Regions from separate parts of the Sus scrofa genome. Here all the other regions are linked to region 2. Evidence: chromatin contacts called from public Hi-C data. All regions are on one chromosome and are shown on one strand. The core of a region is the stretch at or near the end of the contact, and the rest is flanking DNA. Distances in the headings are between cores, read along the strand shown.

Evidence for each region. A called contact is a pair of places that touch in the nucleus more often than the background predicts.
Region 1: a Hi-C map of heart right ventricle shows a contact between it and region 2, with 3 times the contacts expected there. The contact joins the promoter of APH1A here to the promoter of GOLPH3L in region 2. A contact is called at or near these places in 2 of 47 Hi-C or Micro-C datasets (heart right ventricle and liver).
Region 3: a contact with region 2 is called in a Hi-C map of liver, with 7 times the contacts expected there. The contact joins the promoter of GABPB2 here to the promoter of GOLPH3L in region 2. A contact is called at or near these places in 1 of 47 Hi-C or Micro-C datasets (liver) and 1 of 2 datasets of contacts at active chromatin or transcription factors (alveolar macrophages).

What each region holds. Positions count from the first base shown.
Region 1 is chr4:98,815,733-98,820,343 of Sscrofa11.1, forward strand. It overlaps APH1A (aph-1 homolog A, gamma-secretase subunit), which reads left to right and starts at 1,854. Exons shown (of 6, transcript NM_001244487.1): 1 at 1,854-2,207; 2 at 2,766-2,936; 3 at 3,104-3,177; 4 at 3,426-3,548; 5 at 3,703-3,830; 6 at 4,260-4,611. The coding sequence starts at 2,095. The coding sequence ends at 4,394.
Region 2 is chr4:98,469,155-98,473,587 of Sscrofa11.1, forward strand. GOLPH3L (Golgi phosphoprotein 3-like) reads left to right here and starts at 1,313. Exons shown (of 5, transcript XM_013997188.2): 1 at 1,313-1,510; 2 at 3,589-3,783. The coding sequence starts at 3,601. It overlaps HORMAD1 (HORMA domain containing 1), which reads left to right. Exons shown (of 15, transcript NM_001194981.1): 15 at 1-496.
Region 3 is chr4:98,161,221-98,165,816 of Sscrofa11.1, forward strand. GABPB2 (GA-binding protein subunit beta-2) reads right to left here and starts at 2,735. Exons shown (of 9, transcript XM_005663482.3): 1 at 2,388-2,735.

The sequences.
Region 1 (4,611 bases), core at 604-3,103, 350 kb after region 2:
CTCAACTTTCTGCACACAGGATGGGAGAAGGGGGGAAGCAGGTAGTCTCTTTCCCTGTTCTATATGCCATACCCTTTCTCCCACTTTGTCACTTGGTGTGTTCCCTTCAATCCAACCCACAGGGTGAGTTCATTTTATGTCTCTCTGCTTTTGTATTCCCCATTTTGATTCAATTCACTTTAGGAACATTTAGTAACATATGTGCTTAGGCACAGCATCAGGCTTAGTCTCAGAGGCAATTCAGTGTTCATAGGCAAGGGAATAAGAAAAGAATGCAGGTAATTTTTTTCTTCTTTTTTTGGTTTTTGGGGCTGCACCCTTAGCATATGGAAATTCCCAGGCTAGGGGTTGAATTGGAGGTATAACTTCCGGCCTATGCCACAGCCACAGCCATAGCAACACGGGATCCAAGCTGAGTCTGTGACCTACACCGCAGCTCAAGGCAACGCCAGATCCTCAACCCTCTGGGTGAGGCCAAGGATGGAACCTGCATCCTCATGGATCCTAGTCGGGTTCATTAACTGCTGAGCCACGAAGGGAACTCCAAGAATGCAGGTAATTTTTTTAAAGGGAGTTAATATCAATTCAATGTCTAGTATGAGCCAGGTACCATGCAAGCCTCTGTGGAACCACCCATAAATAAGATAGGTTTGACACCTGTTTTTAAGTCAGAAGATGCTGCGGGAACAGCTCAAAGGAGAGATAAGAGTTGTCTTATCCCTATTTCTTCTGGCCTGCTAGGCCCAGAAGCAAGACAAAAGAGTCTTGAGCACTAGCCAGGATGCTCCCACCCTCTCAACCTTATTGAGAGAGGATTTGCATGATGACATCCCATGTATATCTATATAATCTATTCCTTTAGCTCCTTTCCAGAATTTCCCAGAAAAATGTAAAACTCTTATGTGGATGTACATATATGCGTTGCCATAAATCATTTCCAGGAAGGAAAGGAAGCCTGGCTCTCTTTGAACAATTTCTATAGTTTTTTATTACTGTCTCAACAATATTTCACTTTCCCATCCTAGCACTTTTGCCTAAACTTCCTCCTAAGGATTAACCCCATCCCCACTTCAAATGATCTTATAATACCTCTTCCCCTACTTTCTTTCATTCTAATATGCATCTCCTGCCCCTTCCCTTCCCCCAGCCTGAGGAAAAGACACCACTGAGGTTCATTTTCAGAAAAATAAATAGAGGAAGTATGACATAAAAGGAACTGAGTAACTGGCAAAGTGTGGTGGTGGTGTCATTTTCCTTCAACTCCATCCCTCTAATTGTTTTTTACAAACAATTTTAACTCCCAATTTTAACTAAAAATCCCCTTTCTTATCATTGCTCTCCAGGCTTCTTTTGCTTCTGATTTTCTTGTCATTACAGATGAAAGATTCATTAGCGATACACTGAATTACATGTTCCTATACTAGCCCGTTCAAAGAGCTCCTACTTTTAAGTCTAACCTTCATCTCTTAGGCAGTAGCTCTAGCCCATTTCCTCTCATTCAAGTAAGAACAATACCCGTCCCTATCTCCCTGCACCCTCTATCCTGTGCTTTCTTTACATCTGTCCTTTAGCTTCCAACAGGATCTTCCCCCCTCTGCAGCTCTTCAAAGAGAGGTAGGATTGCTACCACCCTTCCCCACAAAATAACGAAATCACGAAAGCGACCAGGACCGAGCTGAACCGAGGAACCCCCAGGTCCAGCCCACTGGTTTAACCCGCCGGAACCACTCCCAGGGCCGAGGTCCAGGGCTAGGAGGGCAGGACTACAAGTCCCGGCAGGTAGTGCGGCCACGCGTCCACCCCCGCAGCTCCGCCTCCGCGGATTCTCCATTGGCCTCCAGGGGGTGGGGATTAGATGGGAGGTGGCCATGGGGCTGCGGATGGGGTTTGTCCCCTTTTCGGCTTCCGTAGAGGAAGTCGCGGGGACCTGCATCTGGGGTTTCGGTGCCCCCCCCTTCCCGGGGGTCCGGGGGTGACATTGCACCGCGCCCCTTACGGGGTCGCGTCGCCAACGAACGCGGACACTCTAGTTGGCGTGCTCCTCCCCTTCGCCTCTCTTAGCCAGGCCTCCACCCCGCCCCCAGCTGCCCAGCCATGGGGGCCGCAGTGTTTTTTGGATGCACTTTCGTCGCTTTCGGTCCAGCCTTTGCGCTTTTCTTGATCACTGTGGCCGGAGACCCGCTTCGTGTCATCATCCTAGTCGCTGGGTGAGTTAGGGGGCTGGGGAGACGCGGGAGGACGCCGGAGAGAGAGATCCGAAAGGGGCTTGAGGAACTGGGGCGAGGCTGGGAGCCTGAGTTGGGGGAAGACAAGTCGGAGGTGAAGATTGAAGAGGGTCGAGTCAGGGGCCTTGGTGATTTGCCCTTTCCCGCAGTTGGTTTCCGCCTTCCAGGGATCGCAGAGATTCCTCCTATACTCCTCCCGGCGACGTCAGAGGAGGCCCAAGGCCAGGACTCGTGAGGGGGCTGTGCTGACTTCGGCCGGCCCTAAGGGAGTATCCAGGAATGGATACCTCGCCCTTCTGTGTGCCTACACCTTGGCTCTCAACGTTTTGAAGACTCTTTAATGAGATTTCTACCCCTTCCCTGCGCTAGATCCCTACAAACTCCCTTGGTGGAGACACCTATCCAGTCTCCTCACTGTCTCCCTGACCATCCGGAAGTGTAACTTCCACTTTTTATACTACAGCCTTGGTTGGCTCCCCTCTTTGATTTGTCTGGGTGCCCCCTGCCCTTGCCTGCCTGATTGCCCTTGTCTTTCCTCAGGGCATTTTTCTGGCTGGTCTCCTTGCTCTTGGCCTCTGTAGTCTGGTTCATCTTGGTCCATGTGACCGACCGGTCAGATGCCCGGCTCCAGTATGGCCTCCTGATTTTTGGTGCTGCAGTTTCTGTCCTTCTACAGGAGGTGTTCCGCTTTGCCTACTACAAGCTGCTTAAGTAAGAAGATGGGATGGTATGGAGGGGAGAAGGGCAGAGGATTGAACTCTAAGTGGGGCAGCCCTGGGTGGTGGTTTGGATGAGGAGGCACCAAGGGAAGACATTTAGAGGGAAAGGAGATTCCTGCCCTCCCTCATGTTTCCCCTACCCCACCCACCCCACCCCAGGAAGGCAGATGAGGGGTTAGCATCGCTGAGTGAGGACGGAAGATCACCCATCTCCATCCGGCAGATGGCCTATGGTGAGCCAAGGGAGAGGGATTGGAGGAGGGAGTGGATACCCTTCTCTCCGAGGGAAGTCTCTACACATCCACATGTCCTAAGTGACTTCTTGTTTTTCTCCATACTTGACTTCCAAGGAGAGGTGGTCTGGAGGGAGAGTAGGTGTTGGGGAATTGTGGCTGGGAATGGGGAGGGATCACTGGTAATCAGGCTATAGTGATTTCTGACATTGATGAGACACTCCTTCCCCCCACCCCCACCCCCCCAGTTTCTGGTCTTTCCTTCGGTATCATCAGTGGTGTCTTCTCTGTTATCAATATTTTGGCTGATGCACTTGGGCCAGGTGTGGTTGGGATCCATGGAGACTCACCCTATTACTTCTTGACTTCAGGTAAGATCCAGTTTCTTTCTTGCCTTCATGCCCCATCCATCCCTGGCCCCGATCTGATTTATTTTGCCCTCCCCGGGAGACTTCTTTGACTCATCATCTCAGGAGGCTGGGCGGAAACGAGGAATGTATCTCATACCCATCTCCCTCCTTGCAGCCTTTCTGACAGCAGCCATTATCCTGCTCCATACCTTTTGGGGAGTCGTGTTCTTTGATGCCTGTGAGAGGAGACGGTACTGGGCTTTGGGCCTGGTGGTTGGGAGTCACCTACTGACATCAGGACTGGTGAGTTGGGAACAGGGGTCTGAATTAGAAAAGAACTTCATGGTGAGTGGGATGGAGGGGAACTATATCCTCACTCCTTGACATTTCAAAACTTACCTAGGGAAGAGGCAGAAAGGTGAGTCTTCAGGTGTCTCTCATCTCAGCATCAGTTGTATAACCTGCTCTGGGGATGCCGAGGGTGGGGGGGGGCAGGAGAAGTTTGAATGGATTAGTCAAACTGTAATGCAGATGGCCTGAGGTGAGCAGAAACTTCTGAGGGAGCTAAAAAATCACAAGTCTCCTTAACCACAAGATGTTGGTGCTCTGAAGGGAAGGACTGGGGGATTTGAGTAGATATCTGGGGGTGGTTTGGGTCAGAGGCACCAAGAGAATATGGGGATTAGGCAGTGGGAGAATCTAACCTCTTATCTACTCTTCTCCCATCCCCAGACATTCCTGAACCCTTGGTACGAGGCAAGCCTGCTGCCCATCTATGCAGTCACTGTTTCCATGGGGCTCTGGGCCTTCATCACAGCTGGAGGGTCCTTCCGAAGTATCCAGCGCAGTCTCTCGTGTAAGGACTGACTACCTGGACTGATCGCCTGACAGATCCCACCTGCCTGCCCACTGCCCATGACTGAGCCCAGCCCCACCCGGGTCCATTGCCCATCATTCTCTGTCTCCTCGTCGGTCTTTTCCACCACCTTCAGGGTTTTGCTTTGTCCACTCGTGACCTTTAGTCTTTAGGCTTTACCAGGAGCAGTCTGGGTTCAGCCAGTCAGTGACTGGTGGGTTTGAATCT
Region 2 (4,433 bases), core at 63-2,562:
AAAACTTATAGGTAGTCTTAAGCAGTTAGTACACTGAAATGAATTCTTAGCTATCATATGATGATCTTTAATCTTATCTGAGACAAATTCAAGAGAACTTTTGAGTAAGAACAAAAATAACCAGTGTTGTAATTTATTCTGTTAATTATCTACTCAATTTGATCTATATTCCATTTGGTGGACATTTCCTTTAAACTTATATTAACTTTTAAGGCCCTCTTAAGCCATTTTTTGAAGTAAATAATGTTTATTTTGGTATTAAATTTTGATAGGAATTCATTTTTTACCTATGTTAAAACCATATAATTTAACTGCCTGTGTTTGTCATTATGTTGTTAAAACAATGTTATTCAGTACTTTGATATAGTGTATTAACATAATAATATATAATGTGCAATTAAAAATTGGTGCTTACTTTTTTAGCATTTTTTACAAGACAAAAAAGACTAAAAGTCTGACATTTTGGGTAGCATAAATAAAACATTGTTCAGCATCTAGACTCGTTCATGGCTTCTAATTTTTATTTAAATAGCAGAAAATGTTTAGGCACTAATTTTGACATCATTTCAGTAGATGTTACTTAAGAGTTGAGCACACTTCCTAGAACTTTTGGTAGTGTGAAAGAAACTGTGTTTTTAGTGAGAAATCTGGGATCTGATTTCAGACTTGACTGTTTCCTGTGCTCTACAAAAGGAAGACTTAAAACTTGTCTGTTTGCCTCTTGCAGTTTCAGCAGCCATATTCTAAAAACATACATTATCCATGAGCTCGCCAGTAGCAAGCACTAATAGAGAAAGTATGAATGCTATGGTAGAAATGTGCCTACCCTGTTTAATATAAACCAAATAAACGTCCACAAACTAACCCAGATCAGGTTTTTCTGGAGCAGGAAAGTTAGGGTTAAGCTAATTGTCGAAAACAGCCAATTTTTTAAATGTGTTCTTAGCTTTATTGGATCCCCAACTATCACACCTAATTGTCCCACTATACACTGCTACAGTAACACACCTGCTACACTGAAGTCAGTTGACCAACAGAAACCTTTGTAGATGGGCAGCTGGTGATAGCTCACGGAAGGCTTTGATTGGCCGGATTAGTGGGGGTGGGGAGTGCAGCCCTCTTTCCTCTCTCTACCAAGGTTCCTTCATTGGATTGACCAGCTGTCAGGTTAAACCCAAACCTGCCTCCTTTCGGTGGTGTTTGTCTGGATCGCAACACAATAGCCGGGGGGGAGAGCCTCCTCTTGTAAGCTCTGATTGGCTGAACTCAGCTTTGGAGCTTTCTGATTGGTCTAATGAAGAAACACCAAGGTAGGTTGCCTAGTGATCCTGAGGAAGCTGATGTGTTATTCCTTCTTTGCATCGAAGGATCAGGAAGTTTGTTCCCTTTGCGTGGCTGAGAAGTTTTTCACCTACTAGGACGGGGGTGGGGGGTGGGGGTGGGGACACGTGTCCTAAAATTGAGCTCAAGCTGCAGCCTGCCTTTGGCGGTAACCCAGGAGTAACGTCAGGTAAGCAACGGGGTGAATACATTTCCTAACATCCAAAAAAACCTCCAAGTTTTTTATTTTATGGGGTGAGGGAGGTTTTTATTTAATTTTGGAGCTATTGGTTTTTTGATTTTTTTTGGCTTTTTCCAAATAGTATTTTTAATTAGTAAATGCCCAGGGGCGATTAACTCCTCAAAGAAAATTTTTTATTTTTTTCCCCCAAAGATTTAAAATTTTTTGGATTGGATTAGGAAATAAACCTGTTCCTTATGCCAGATAGGCTTAGTGCTCTTAAGCAATTGTTTCTTGGTTCTCTTCCTCTTTCACTCTTCCCGCCTCCCACCAAGAGTTATTTGAAATATAGCCTTGTACAGAGAATCTCTTGTAAGTCACTTCATTTGTATTTCTTTTTAAATGTTCAAATGCTTTTCTGAGTATTCATTTTAATCAGTATATATTTATCGAGCAGTTACAACGTTAAAGACATTGTGCTAGTTGCTATGGAGAATATAAAAACCCAAGAAGACAATGTCCCTGCCCTCAAGAAGTTTACATTTGAGAGACAGCCATACCAAATGAAAGACTATAATAAATACTTTAAAGGAAGTAAGTATAAATAAAATTGTATGAAAGTACAGCTGAGGGAGAGACCTGTCCTGGCGATGGGACATATGGGTAATGAAGAAGCAGATTCACTTAAGAATAGGCCTTTGAAGAATGGGTAGAATTTAGAGAGGAAGGGAAAAGGGAAAGAACTTTAGCTTGTAAGAATGAGCGGAGGTGGAATTTAAGGGACATGTTTGAAAAATGGTTTAACAGTACATAATTGGGAATAATGGGAAGATTGCTAGAAGGTAGAATGGGATCCAGTCAGAGAGGCTTTTGAATGCATTCTTTTGATCTTGAAAAAGCTATTCTTTTCAATAATTGCTAGTTTAAAATATTATATTTCATCTTAAAAATTGGCATTTAGATTTATGTGAAGTATACTAACTTTATCACAGCTGATAATGCAGTTACTCTTGACTAGATTTTTACAACTGTAGTGCATGGTATAAAAAGGCTTGTACTTTCATAGTTTTGGTAATTGAGAAAGAATATACTAATCTTTTTTTTTTTTTTTTTTTTTTTTTTTTTTTTGCTATTTCTTGGGCCGCTCCCGCGGCATATGGAGGTTCCCAGGCTAGGGGTTGAATTGGAGCTATAGCTGCCGGCCTACGCCAGAGCCACAGCAACGCTGGATCCGAGCCACGTCTGCAACCTACACCACAGCTCATGGCAACGCCGGATCGTTAACCCACTGAGCAAGGGCAGGGACCGAACCCGCAACCTCATGGTTCCTAGTCGGATTCGTTAACCAGTGCGCCATGACGGGAACTCCAGAATATACTAATCTTTTAGCATTTTCTTGCCAGTACTTTTTGTTGGTAGCTGTTTGTGTATTCACAAGATGACTAGCCTAGGGATAGAGACAAAAGTTTTCTAGCTATATGGAGTTACCATACATGATCTTCTGAATGTTATTCTCCAGACTAGCACTCTTCCAAAGTGAGTGCATGAAATGAGTTATGGTCTTGGAAGGAAATATTAGAACGTGTATTTCTATTTAGTTTTTCTGAAAATTTTTTACTATTTTTGTGTATGTTTTATAATGTACCATTGAATAGTACATTATATGTAGAAATATAGAAATTATATGTAGAAATTATTGTATACTCTTCGGGGCTGAATGCTCCATAATTTTTTCTGCCCCATATTATTTAACTTGGGGAGAATCCATTATGTGAAAGAGGAATCACAATGATGGACATTCCCCCGGTTTATAGCTTATACCAAGAAGTCAGCTGGCTTAGAAGGTGATCATTTCTACTGATTTTTAAAATTACTGATTTGATTTCTTGTCAGTGCCTCCTGTAGAGTTCAACCTGTTGTACTTTGGAAAAGATATTGTGTTACTAATTTTCTGGTCATTACTGCTTTCTTTCTCCATTAAAGATTGTAAATATTTATTATCTGTATACATTTTAAATATACACACATGAATATTTAGATGTTTATTTACATAAGCACACATATAGATATATTTTCATCACCTCCAGAAACAGGTGAGAATGACCACTTTAACTCACCGGGCCCGTCGCAGTGAAGTAGGGAAGAACAATGAAAAGAAGGTGGAAAGTGAGGAAGACACTAACCAAGACAGAAGTCAAGACAATGAGGACTCTGGAGACTCTAAGGATATCCGCCTCACCCTTATGGAAGAAGTATTGCTCCTGGGACTGAAAGATAAAGAGGTAATGCACTTGGGTTTGCTAGGCTATCTCAAAGACTTAAATATTGGAATGTTTTTAGGAAGTAATCTGACAAAATAGTTTCATTATGCTAAATTTTCCTTAGAATTGTGTTTCAGCCATCTGGGGGATAGGGGAGTCTGGGAGGGTGGCTGATACTTGAAGGGTAAAATCCAGAAGTATAATTATGTGAAGTATAATTTAATTACAAAATTACCCTATAATTTTAGGAGCTATACACAGTGTCAATTGTTTATAGTTGTAGTTTCCCAAGTGAGATTGATGGTGAAATAACCTCTTATTAAACTAAGAAAGAGCACCACACACTGAAGTCTTCTTGAGCTTTGGGGAGAAAAATCTTTTAAATTAAAAGACAAGGAATGTGTATGATTAATTGTCTTATAAAAATAAACGAGTAGGTTTCTTATGATATAATAAGAATAACTTATTCTGTTCTGTGGATCTTTAGAAGTTAAATATCAACAACTGATGAGAATTATTAGAAAATGTTTTATGGGAGTTCCCTTCGTGGCGCAGTGGAAACGAATCCGACTAGGAACCATGAGGTTGTGGGTTCAATCCCTGCCCTAGCTCAGTGGGTTAAGGATCTGGCGTTGCCATGAGCTGTGGTGTAGATCGAGGGCTACAGCTCG
Region 3 (4,596 bases), core at 1,485-3,984, 310 kb before region 2:
GCACCTCCACTTTCCCTACACACAAAGAGAAGAAACAAAAATCTCATCTAATTTGCCTCCTAGAATACTGGAGATGAATAAAAAAACAGAACCCACACCCTTTCCCAAACCAGCACCCAAGAATTTTCAATAACATGTTTTAATAATTGATGGAGTGCTTGAGCTCTTGACCACAAAGTACTCTATTATCAGAAAGTACTTCCATTCTTTTTTTGTTTGTTTTGTCTTTTTGCCTTTTCTAGGGCTGCTCCTGCAGCATATGGAGATTCCCAGGCTAAGGGTCTAATCGGAGCCGTAGCCACCGGCCTACACCACAGCCACAGCAATGCCAGATCCAAGCTGTGTTTGCAGTCTACACCACAGCTCTCGGCAATGCCAGATCCTGATGGAGGCCAGGGATCGAACCCACATCCTCATGGATGCTAGTTGGGTTCGCTAACAACTGAGCCACGACGGGAACTCCCTCCATAGATGTTTTTAAAAAGAGATGAAAAGTCTACAAATAAATGCTGGAGAGGATGTGGAGAAAATCAGGCTCTCTTACACACTTAGTGAGAGTGTAAACTGGTGCAGCCACTACGAAAAAGAGTATGGAGATTTCTAAAAAAAACTAATAGAGTTGCTATATGATCCAGCAATCTCACTCCTGGGCATATACCCAGAAAAAACCATAATTCAGAAAGATAGAGAGTTCCTGCTGTGGTGCAGTGGGTTATGGATCCAGTGTTGCTGCAACTTTGGCATAGGTCACAGCTGCAGCTCAGATTCAATCCCTGGCCCAGGAACTTCCATAAGCTGCAGATGTGGCCAAAGAAAAAAAATTTTGAAAAGATGTTTGCACCAGCATGTTCACAGCAGCACTATTTCCAAAACCCAAGACATGGAAACAAACTAAATGTCCGTCAACAAATGAATGGATAACAATGTAGCGCACACACACACACAATGGAATATTACTCAGTCATCCAAAAGATGCCATTTGCAGAAATAATGCCATTTGCAGCAAAATGGATGGAGATCATCATACTTGGTGAATTAAGTCAGAAAGATAAAGACAAGTACCATATGCTACCAAGTATGTAGAATCTAAAATACGACACAAATCAACAGGAACTACAGAAGTTCCCTGGTGATGCAGTAGCTTAAGTATCTGGTGTTGCTGCAGCTTTGGCACAGGCCAGTGCAGGTTTGATCCCTAGCTGGGGAACTATTGCATGCCATGAGTGCTAGGGGGTGGGGGGAACCCAAAAAGCAAAAAACGTATTTATAAAACAAAAACAGACTCACAGACATAGAGAACAGAATTGCGGATTCCAAGGGGGCTAAGGGATGGGAGAGAGAAGGACTGAGAGTTTGGGATTAGCAGATGCAGACTAATATATACAGAATGGATAAATAGCAGGATCCTACCCTGTAGCACAGGGAACTGTAATCAATTTCCTCTGATAAACCATAACGGAAAATAACACGAAAAAGAATATATTTCTGGCACAGAGGGTTAAGGATCCCCCGTTGTCACTGCAGCAGCTTGGGTCATTGCTGTGGTGTGGCTTCGATCCCTGGCCAGGGAACTTCCGCATGACATTTTGATTTTAAAAATTAAAAACAAAAAGAGTTGAGAGAGAAAAGTCCTTCTGGTAAGAGGGAGAGGAATGGGATGATGTCTGCTCACTCAAGGAAATCTATGAGATTATCACAATATTATAAGCAACAAGACTTCAATAAACTAAAAAATAAGGAAAAAAAATCTGTGAGAATAGGAGAAAGCTAATGGCAAGGAGAAATGAAATCGAAGAACTCATGATTTGCCAACCTTTTTTCCTTTTTCTATTGCACACGTCCCCACTGGGCCGCCAGCTGTACAAACAACCCTGCAAGAACTGGAGGCGGGGCCCTTGCTGCTATTTCTCAGTTTACTGAGCTCACTAATAATCTTAAGGCTAACACTCGGGTCAGAGAATTAGAATCTCCGTTTTCTCATCTATCACAACTCCCCCAGCGCCTCAGCAATGTTCAGTCTTTCTGGAAGAGTCAACTTGTGGCAGGGAGCCAAGGTCTCAGCCTAGAGGGCCACCCCCGGATCGGGCTCCGCGCTGCCCCCTAGTGGTCACCTCTGTGGCCTTGCCTTCCCTCGGTCCGGCTCCCCAGCCCCAGGTCTTACACCCACCCCCTTCTTCACCTCCTCCTAGTCCCCTCCCCTTCCTCCCGGCAGCATCCCCTTCCTCTTCGTCCCCTTCCCCCAGCTAACCCCGTTCCAGTGAAGGGGCGCCGCTCTGTCTGCACCCAGAGGTCCGGGGCTGGGCTAGGAGGCGGTGCAACTTCTCAAGGCAGTCTTCCTTCCAGCCCTGACGCCCCCCAGAGCCCAGACATCTCTCCTCCCTCCTTACCTCCTCGTCCGGGACGCTGCCGGCTGTGCTTTCGCCGAGCCCGCCAGTTTGGTCCTGTTTCCTTCTCTAGTTAAAGCTCCCTGTCAATGATGGTTACTTTTTGGCCTTTTCATATATACATATTTTGGGGGCCTTTAACCCCCCCTCGTGGAGAAATGGAGGCTGCAAAATGGCGGACCCGGAAGTGAAGACGGCGAATATAATTTCTGGCGGAAGAATCTGTGAAGAGAATGTGGTTAGAAAATCCACATTTGCACTCGAACAGAAGGGTGATGCACCCCTGAGGCTCATTTTCTATTCTCCGAAAGTCTTTTGAGGTGAAGTAGTGCGTATCTATGTTATCTCAGACGGGACTATTTAGCGAGGCGGAGGATTGTCGATTACGCGTCTTACGTGTCATATAGTTCCGGTAGGGGACGGACCTGATGGTTTGTTTTGGCGCCAAGAATCCCGGCGAACCACTGAGAGAAACTGATCTCTGCCTTGGGTTTGCATTTAGCTAGAAGCAACCAGTTTAGGGGCCAGTTTAAGGTTGAAGAGGAAACTGTTTCTCTGTCTCAACCTCGGGCGAAGATGTTTGGGACGTTGCCTGGATTTGTGCGTGAATTGAGCTCTGGTGCCCGACGGACACATTTCTAATTACAGCCTAGAGGTAAAGAGCCTAGAGCCGAGCTGTCAACTCAATGAAACAGATATCGGAGTCTTGTTTGAGGGGGTTGGAGGTGCTGAAAGGGGATGGAACGGGAGTTTGCAAATCCAGTTAGCCACTTTGTTTACCAAACAGTTGATTCCTGTCTGCACCCACCTTTCGCCGTAAGCTGAAGGACAGCGACAAGTTGGGAAAGAAGACCTTCAAAAATAGGTAGACATAGAAAAGGACAGATCACTGCTCCATTTTGTATTCGATTTTGGCTTTTGTCGTTGATGATGGGCCTTTCAAACCCTATGGGGAAGATTTACATGGTTCCCCTCTTTTCTGGATTTCTCTAGATCCTCTTGTTTTTTTGGTTTTTTTTTTTTTTTTTTTTTTTTTTGCTATTTCTTGGGCCGCTCCCGCGGCATATGGAGGTTCCCAGGCTAGGGGTTGAATCGGAGCTGCAGCCACCGGCCTACGCCAGAGCCACAGCAACGCGGGACCCGAGCCGCGTCTGCAACCTACACCACAAGCTCACAGCAACGCCGGATCGTCTACCCACTGAGCAAGAGCAGGGACCGAACCCGCAACCTCATGGTACCTAGTCGGATCCGTTAACCACTGCGCCACGACGGGAACTCCCTCCTCTTGTTCTTTAAAGGACTTAGGGCATAATGTCCCAACTGGTATTTACGGCTTCCCTTTTTATTTGAAGGTCAAAATCTTATCTCATTCATGTTTACATCCTTAGGTTGTCTGGCTCAGTGCCTCATATAGTAGGTACCCATTAGCTATTTGTAAATCAGTACAAATTGTTTATTTTTTATCATTTTTTATTTTTTATTTTTTTTAATTTATTTTTTTCTATTTCTTGGGCCGCTCCTGCGGCATATGGAGGTTCCCAGGCTAGGGGTTGAATCGGAGCTGTAGCCACCGGCCTACGCCAGAGCCACAGCAACGCGGGATCCGAGCCGCGTCTGCAACCTACACCACAGCTCACGGCAACGCCGCCGGATCGTTAACCCACTGAGCAAGGGCAGGGACCGAACCCGCAACCTCATGGTTCCTGGTCGGATTCGTTAACCACTGCGCCACGACGGGAACTCCCCCAAATTGTTTATTTTTTAAATGAGGCAAGTTATAAATAAGCATATAACATATTTGGGTTAATTTGTTTCTTTTTGTAGGCACCTAGGCTGAGATGATGAACGGCAGACTTAATGCCACAGGTACCTCCTGAGGCATCTAGCATTATTACCTCAAATACTTCGTTATTGGGCAAGCACAAGAGTGGCTGGTTACAGCTTTCTCCCAAAACACTTTAAATAATTTTGAGTTGGAGTTGCCCTGTGGCTCAGCAGGGGACTAGTATTCATGAGGATGTGGGTTCAATCCCTGGCCTAGCTCAGTGGGCTAAAGATCCATTGTTCTGAGCTGCAGCGTTGTGGAGGATGTGGCTTGGATCCAGTGTTTCTGTGGCTGTGGTATAGGCCGGCAGCTCCAATTCGACCCCCAGCCTGAAAACTTCCTTATGCTGCTGGTGTGGTCTTAAGAAAAATAATAATAATTTTAAGT